Regions from separate parts of the Mus musculus genome. Here region 1 is linked to region 2. A link is a contact called in public Hi-C data. All regions are on one chromosome and are shown on one strand. Each heading gives the region's core, a stretch centred on a gene start, on an enhancer-like site or on the middle of the called end of the contact. The rest is flanking DNA. Distances are from core to core; before and after follow the strand shown.

Region 1 (3,180 bases), core at 372-2,871, 300 kb before region 2:
AATTATTTTTCTAAGAAAGATAGACTGCCTGCATCCTTCTGGGAACTCCTCTGTCCATGTCCATAGGAGCAAGACTTCTCACAACAAACCATGTACACATCACACACAAGGACACATAGTTCAGTGGCAGGCTGAAGACATGGGAGGTTTGAGTTAAGGACATGCTCCATCTGGTTGACATCCTCATCCTGTCTCCTGCACCAGAGTCCAAACTTGGCCCTGCATTTTAAAGGATATCTGGTTTAAGTAGTAGCTCTGTCTCAATACTAACAATCATCAAATATTACTTGGGCATTTGCTCATGGGTCTGGCTGGCTGGGTGAACCTGCAGGGAGAGGGGACCATGTAGGGAGCTTCATGTCACCATGTTGATTGACACTCAGCTTCTGTTGATGTTCTATCCCTATTACCAATAACTCCTCTGATTCATGAGAACAGATGTCCCTTCCTGTTCTACCTGGTGCCCTCTCAGATCACCAGCAGCATCCCTGGTGGCCTTGAAAATCTAGACCACAGCTTCTGCATTTGCCTAGTGAAGGTGGGTTTGTGGGCAGGGCCTGATGTTAGACTTCCCCAGTAAAGGATATGGTGGGCTCACCCACATTTTCATAACAAACCAAACTTATAAAGGCCAGGTTCAGCCAGTACAGTTGTTATTAGACGCGTTCTCACGACCGGCCAGGAAGAACACCACAGACCAGAATCTTCTGCGGCAAAACTTTATTGCTTACATCTTCAGGAGCAAGAGTGCAAGAAGCAAGAGAGCAAGAAGCAAGAGAGCAAGAAGCAAGAGCGAGAGAAGCAAGAGAGAGAGAAAACGAAACCCCGTCCCTCTTAAGGAGCATTCTCCTTCGCCTCGGACGTGTCACTCCCTGATTGGCTGCAGCCCATCGGCCGAGTTGACGTCACGGGGAAGGCAGAGCACAAGTAGTCATAAGATACCCTTGGCACATGCGCAGATTATTTGTTTACCACTTAGAACACAGCTGTCAGCGCCATCTTGTAACGGCGAATGTGGGCGCGGCTCCCAACATACAGTGGCCAGCCAAAGGCTGCTGGGGAATGCCTTCCACCCTAAACCAGCTAATTTGTGTCTGTCCTGAACACACAGCTCACCAAACAGTGCCAGGTCTGGCTGTCTTTGAAAGAAGACTTTCTTTCCATTTTGGCAAACTGTCTCTTGAAAGACACTTCATTCTTTTTATTGGATGGCTAATATTTTCACAAGTAACACATTCACTTTCTAAAGAAATCCTCTACCCTGTTCTTCCGGCATCCATCTCCCACCAGAATTTCTCTTATCTGCCCTTCTGTCCAGGGGGCTCTGGTGTTAACTCTTAAAATGTCAGACTGAATTCTCTAGAGAAGCCTGGTGGTTTGGGACTTGACTGAAGACCAGAAACAAAGAGCAACTGAACTGAAGCAAAACCATCAGGGCCACAGCATGGAAAGCTAGAAGCAAGCTTCCCAAGCTGCAGCATGTGTGCTGCCAGCCAGCCGGCGCCTCAGCGGCCTGGCTTGGCAGCCTCTTACTCAAACTCTGTTTTCCTTGGGGGTAGGTGGAGGAGGTGGAGGGAACCAGGAAGGAGGAGGGCAGCACTGAGGGATGTAGTTGCCCTTTGCCTCATGATTTATACTTGGTCAGAGTAGCCCTGTTCCGCTTGCTTTAGGCTGGAATGTGTCTTGGACATGTTGTTTCAATATGAGACAATCAGCTGGGCCCTCTGTGGAATGTCCCTGGAGACTGGAAACGACCTCCCAACAGGGTCATTTGTTCAGCAGAATTTAAAGCCACATTCTCCAACATCTGCATTCTATTAATACCTTCAGAATAATTCCTTCCTTCAGCCTTGGGAAATCAGAGGATGTTCTGAGGGACACTTAGCATTGAGTCCTTTTGATTTTGCTGCCTCCTAGAAAGATCCTAACCCCTTCCTCTGCTGTAGTGCAAGTGGATCTTCACTTTCCCAGAGTGAAATCCTGGATGGGCAAAATGTATGGCTGGACTTGTGTTAATGTACAAAATAGAGATGAAACAGAAGAGCTTGGCAGACATTCCTGGGTATGTGCTGAAAGCCAGGGAGGGGACAAGTACCTTCTGTGAAGGCCCCTTTCCAAGTCTTTGTGGGAGCCTGGCCAGAGCTGGATCCTCGTCATATCCTCCCAGGAGAGAAGGTTCTTAAAGGGAGGGAAGACAGAGAGTGAAGGAAGAGAAAATGGTTTCAAGGCAGCAGTACAATAAAGCCAGAGATAATTTCTTTAAGGTTCAAGTACACTTACTAGCTAGATGGAGTAGAAATGCAGCTCAGAGCTTCAGTAATATCCACTTAGTGGGAAAAGGTATGACTTGGACATGCAGCTGTGACCTTGGATGAGGCTGGTCCTGAGTCCTAGGCCTTGTAAGAAGACACTGGGGACATATTGAGTGTGGAGGATCTTTTAGTATGGAAGGGAATGTGATCAAAACTCTGATGCTAAGAAGGTATGGTTAATCTAAGAACATTTAATGAGTGCCTCCCCATTGTACACATGCAGCCAGACACTTCGTCAACTACTCTGAAGGAAGGAGAATCAGGGCCAATGTTGAGGACATCATTTCTGAGCACTACTCTTTTTTCTGAGAACCTGGAAGGTGCAGCTGCTGAGGCTCACCAGGCAGGGGCTATCCCATTATTACCTGTCATTATCCAAATCTTTGTCACCGTATTATCATTTAATAACCCTGAGCCTAAAAAACTAAATGCACTCAAACTGATCAGAAACACAACTCTGCCCCATCATTTTAAGTTCCAGTATGCCTCTAAAGATGAGGAATGGCTTCCTGGGTGTGTGGCTCAGGAAGAACGCTCTTTCTCTCTGATGGCTGAAGGTAGGTTAGGGTATCTGAAAGCACTGCCTGGGTAGAATGGATGTACTGCCTAACACATCTGATGGTGTTTCCTTTGTCATTGGCTCATTTGTCTGTCTGCTCATAGAAAGAGATCTATCAAACAGTGGGCTTCCTGTGAGATCTGCATACCCACCCTCTAGCTGCTGGACCTTTGCTGCTGGGCCCCTGGCCAGGTCTTACATTCCTTTGCCTAGGATCACAAGGAATTTTGAGAACAAGTGTTCAAGAGAATAGGTAGATGGGTTTTGGCCTTCTATCTCCTTTTCCTTGCCCAAATTAGCAAACCCTGG
Region 2 (3,174 bases), core at 6-2,505:
GCCGATGGTCATCCTCTCATCACCTCTGTGTTTCATATGATCCCCCTTGTTAAGTGTTTGTGTTTTCAAGTCTTCCAGCAAAGGCATGTTGACATATCCAGTCATATTGACTTAGACCCACCTTAATGAACTCATTTAACTTAATTATGCCATTAAAGGTCATCTACAAATATAGCCATTGGATACTGAGGTTATGGCTCAGTCTGCAAAGTTTTAAGAGACACTGCTTGGCATGCTTGTGTCCTCTGTAGGCTTATGGATGTGCAAGTAGGTGGAGCCCCACCCATAAGAAGAACAGCTGCAGTACTTGCTTGTCTGATTTGGACTCAGAAGAGGCAGCCAGCCCCCAGTTGTATGTTTTAGCAGAAGCAGAGGCTTTGCGGCTGTCCAGAAGGTTAAGCCAAGCTACAGCAAGAGACAGCCTCTAAGCTATAAAGGGCCTCCTAAACTTTGTTGTGCAATGTTGTTCTCTAAACAAGTAAGACACTTTCACATTACACACCAGAGACCAGGCTCTGGGAAGTGTCTCCCTGTGCATTCCAGCAAGTCACATGCTCACACATATTCATAGTAGTTAACATTATTGATGGGGCTTCCCAGGAAATCAGTCCTTACATTTTAATGAAAGAGAAACAAAGAATACAATTCAGTAGATTTTTTTTTTTTTTTTTTGATCATCAGTCATGGCCCTTCAGGGATTGTTTCCCGTTTTTGTTTGTTTGTGTTTTACACTTAATAAAAACAACTGAGTTTAGATTTAGCTATTGAATTCTTTTCACCTGAAAATCTCTTGAGAGTCAAAGCTCCAAGAATCGGTTACCTTTTTCCTTTTCTGTTTTTGTTTCCCACCTCAAATGCATGCACATTTCTTATTGGATTAAAAAGCCAGTAAAATCACAGAGCAAGAAAAAATAGCAATATAAAAGTGCTCTTTCCAAACATGCTTAGCAAATGCTTTCTTATTTTAATCTTTCATTTTGATTTATTGAGTATTCAAAGTTGGTCTGAGAGATCCATCCCAACAACTTTAGCCTGAGGAGATAAATATCCTTGCTGACTTTTAGCTACATTTGGCAATCTAGTCATGGCTAGTTTTTACAGCACCCCTAAGGAAATAGGATCGCTGTGTATTCTAGGGAAAAAAACACCCCTTTTCAAACAGTTCCTCCTTCTGTGGCCTCCAGAACACGCCACTCAGGCACCTTGGTGCTTGAGAACAGAGGGGCTTTCTGTAGAGCTGCTGAGTTCATCCCCAGCAGCCGACTTGCTGTCTGTGTGGGGAATTCCTGCTCCTGGCCCAAACCCACAGGCCTCCTTGTGAAGGCCACAGCACACACACTCTTTCTTTTGCCTGGATAATGATCTCGGCCTTAGAGACTTGCAGTGAACAGGGAGGGAAGGGAAAGAGAGGAGAAGGAGGGAAAGAGGGGGAAAAGGAGATGGATTTCATCTACATCCCTGGTTGCAAAAGTTGTTCTTTGTGAAATAGACTTAAAAATTCTATTTTGCCCCAGAAGCAGATTTAATAACATGAAACAAAACTGTGTGCCTACAAGCCCCTGCCTTCTTGAATATGAGCTAATTATAGACAACATCTTTCATCCCCAAGTAGACAGCTACTCACCATGCTATAGGTCTCTAGTCTCCAAGATCTCATTCAAGTGTCCTGGGGTTCCCTGCTGACCCACTGACCAGAATTCCTAAAGCTGACAGTTTGTCACAGGGTACATTGGAGTCCTAACTTTGGACAAGGCTACAGGCTTACATCTTCGTACTACCTGAGACTTAAAAACGAGGTCCCTCTACATTCCAAATGAATATTCTGAAAATCCTTACAGGTTATCTGTGTGACTGACAAGGTACCTGGAGAAAATTAGTGGGAGTTTAGAGGCAGTTCCTGCCTCATGATGTGAGGCAAACATATGGGTGAAACCAATGAAACCTGTGTCCTCTGCATCAATGAAACACCCATGGGGTATTTTGAAAATTAAAGGTCTCCAAGCCCTGCCATAGAAAAGTCTGGTTCATAAGGATTCTGGGAAAGGGTCCTTGGAATGTTTCCCTTAAAATTTCTATAAACTGTCTGACTCCTGGGAGAACTGGAGTCCATTCATTTTGAGAAGTTCTGTCTTCCTTTGTTGCTCATAGGGCAGACTGGAAAGAGGAGCTCTGGAAAAGAAATTCTGTTGAGTTGAGAGCAGAACTGTAGAACTTCTATGTGGGATGAGCAACTCATGTATCAATGGCGCCATCCAGTATAAAACACCTCTGAGTTGCCTAGGAGCAGAGGACCCTAGAAGAGGCTCCTGTAAAGCCAACGTACACATTGCACCACAGAGTAGCTAAGGACACTCCTACCTAACCAGTACATATGAGGAACCATCCTGTTGGCCATAGGTCTTCAATATTTTATATTTAAAACTTGCTCTTGTAACATTTGGGGAATATAAGCTGCTTTGTCTACTGAGTAATTTTCCCAGTCTGACTAGGGTGGTCTGGCAACAGTGAGCAAGTCCTGAGACTATTGTGTTATCTCTTTTAGACATGCTATGGTGTGAATGAAGATGAAACACAAGAATGGCCCTTCAGTATCCTGGAGATAATGATGTGCTTTGGAGAGTACACGTCAAGTATAAGGAAGTCCTTCCAGGATCAGCATGAAGCCTTAGGACCTAAACAAACTGTGACAAATTCCGTGGTATTAGTGTCTGAATGCCTATGCTTTAAATAGGTTGAAAGCCATTCCTCAAGGTTGTGGCAAAATTTCAAGATGCAACACTGGGAGGCGATTTGCTCTTTATATAGAAGCCTCAAGCCTTGGTTTTGTGTCTCAATAAAAGAAGTCCCAGAGAAGTTTGTCTCTTTTCTCCATGTTAATGTAGCAAAAGGACAGCTGATGATTAAGGGGAGGCTGGCTTTCCCCAGGAACTGGATCTGCTATCACCTCAGTCTTGTATCTCTGAATATTTAGAAATAAATTCCTGTTGTTATAAGCCACCCATGTTTATGGTGTTTCTTAATATGGCAGCCCAGAGAAGCTGAGAGAAGATTTGGTTTTGAGAGACAGGGCATTACTTCAACAAGTATCTGCAAATGCTATATCTTACTTTTATAATTGGGTCATGAGCAGTTATTGATGGCGTTGTAAAACTTTGTGTAAATCCATAAAGCTAT

The links. Hi-C and Micro-C count contacts between places; a contact is called where the count stands out from the background.
Region 1: a Hi-C map of uterus shows a contact between it and region 2, with 2.7 times the contacts expected there. The contact joins two enhancer-like sites. A contact is called at or near these places in 4 of 39 promoter capture datasets (the 3T3-L1 cell line, cranial neural crest, embryonic stem cells and 1 more), 3 of 484 Hi-C or Micro-C datasets (adipose-derived mesenchymal stem cells and uterus), 1 of 115 datasets of contacts at active chromatin or transcription factors (cardiomyocytes) and 3 of 9 other capture datasets (adipose tissue, embryonic tail and embryonic trunk).

Annotation. Positions count from the first base shown.
Region 1 is chr16:15,194,007-15,197,186 of GRCm38.p6, reverse strand. No RefSeq gene overlaps it. Among named protein-coding and RNA genes, the nearest start is that of Gm41423, 81 kb to the right of the region's middle. RefSeq lists an enhancer at 1,071-2,774. Within about 2 kb of position 1,621, at least 100 of the 459 cell types and tissues checked have an H3K27ac peak or open chromatin away from gene starts, as enhancers often do. A contact at or near this core is called in uterus, where this site is marked.
Region 2 is chr16:14,892,137-14,895,310 of GRCm38.p6, reverse strand. Gm33696 (a long non-coding RNA gene) reads left to right here. Exons shown (of 3, transcript XR_384708.4): 3 at 2,543-2,844. Among named protein-coding and RNA genes, the nearest start is that of Efcab1, 13 kb to the left of the region's middle. Within about 2 kb of position 1,255, at least 37 of the 459 cell types and tissues checked have an H3K27ac peak or open chromatin away from gene starts, as enhancers often do. A contact at or near this core is called in uterus, where this site is marked.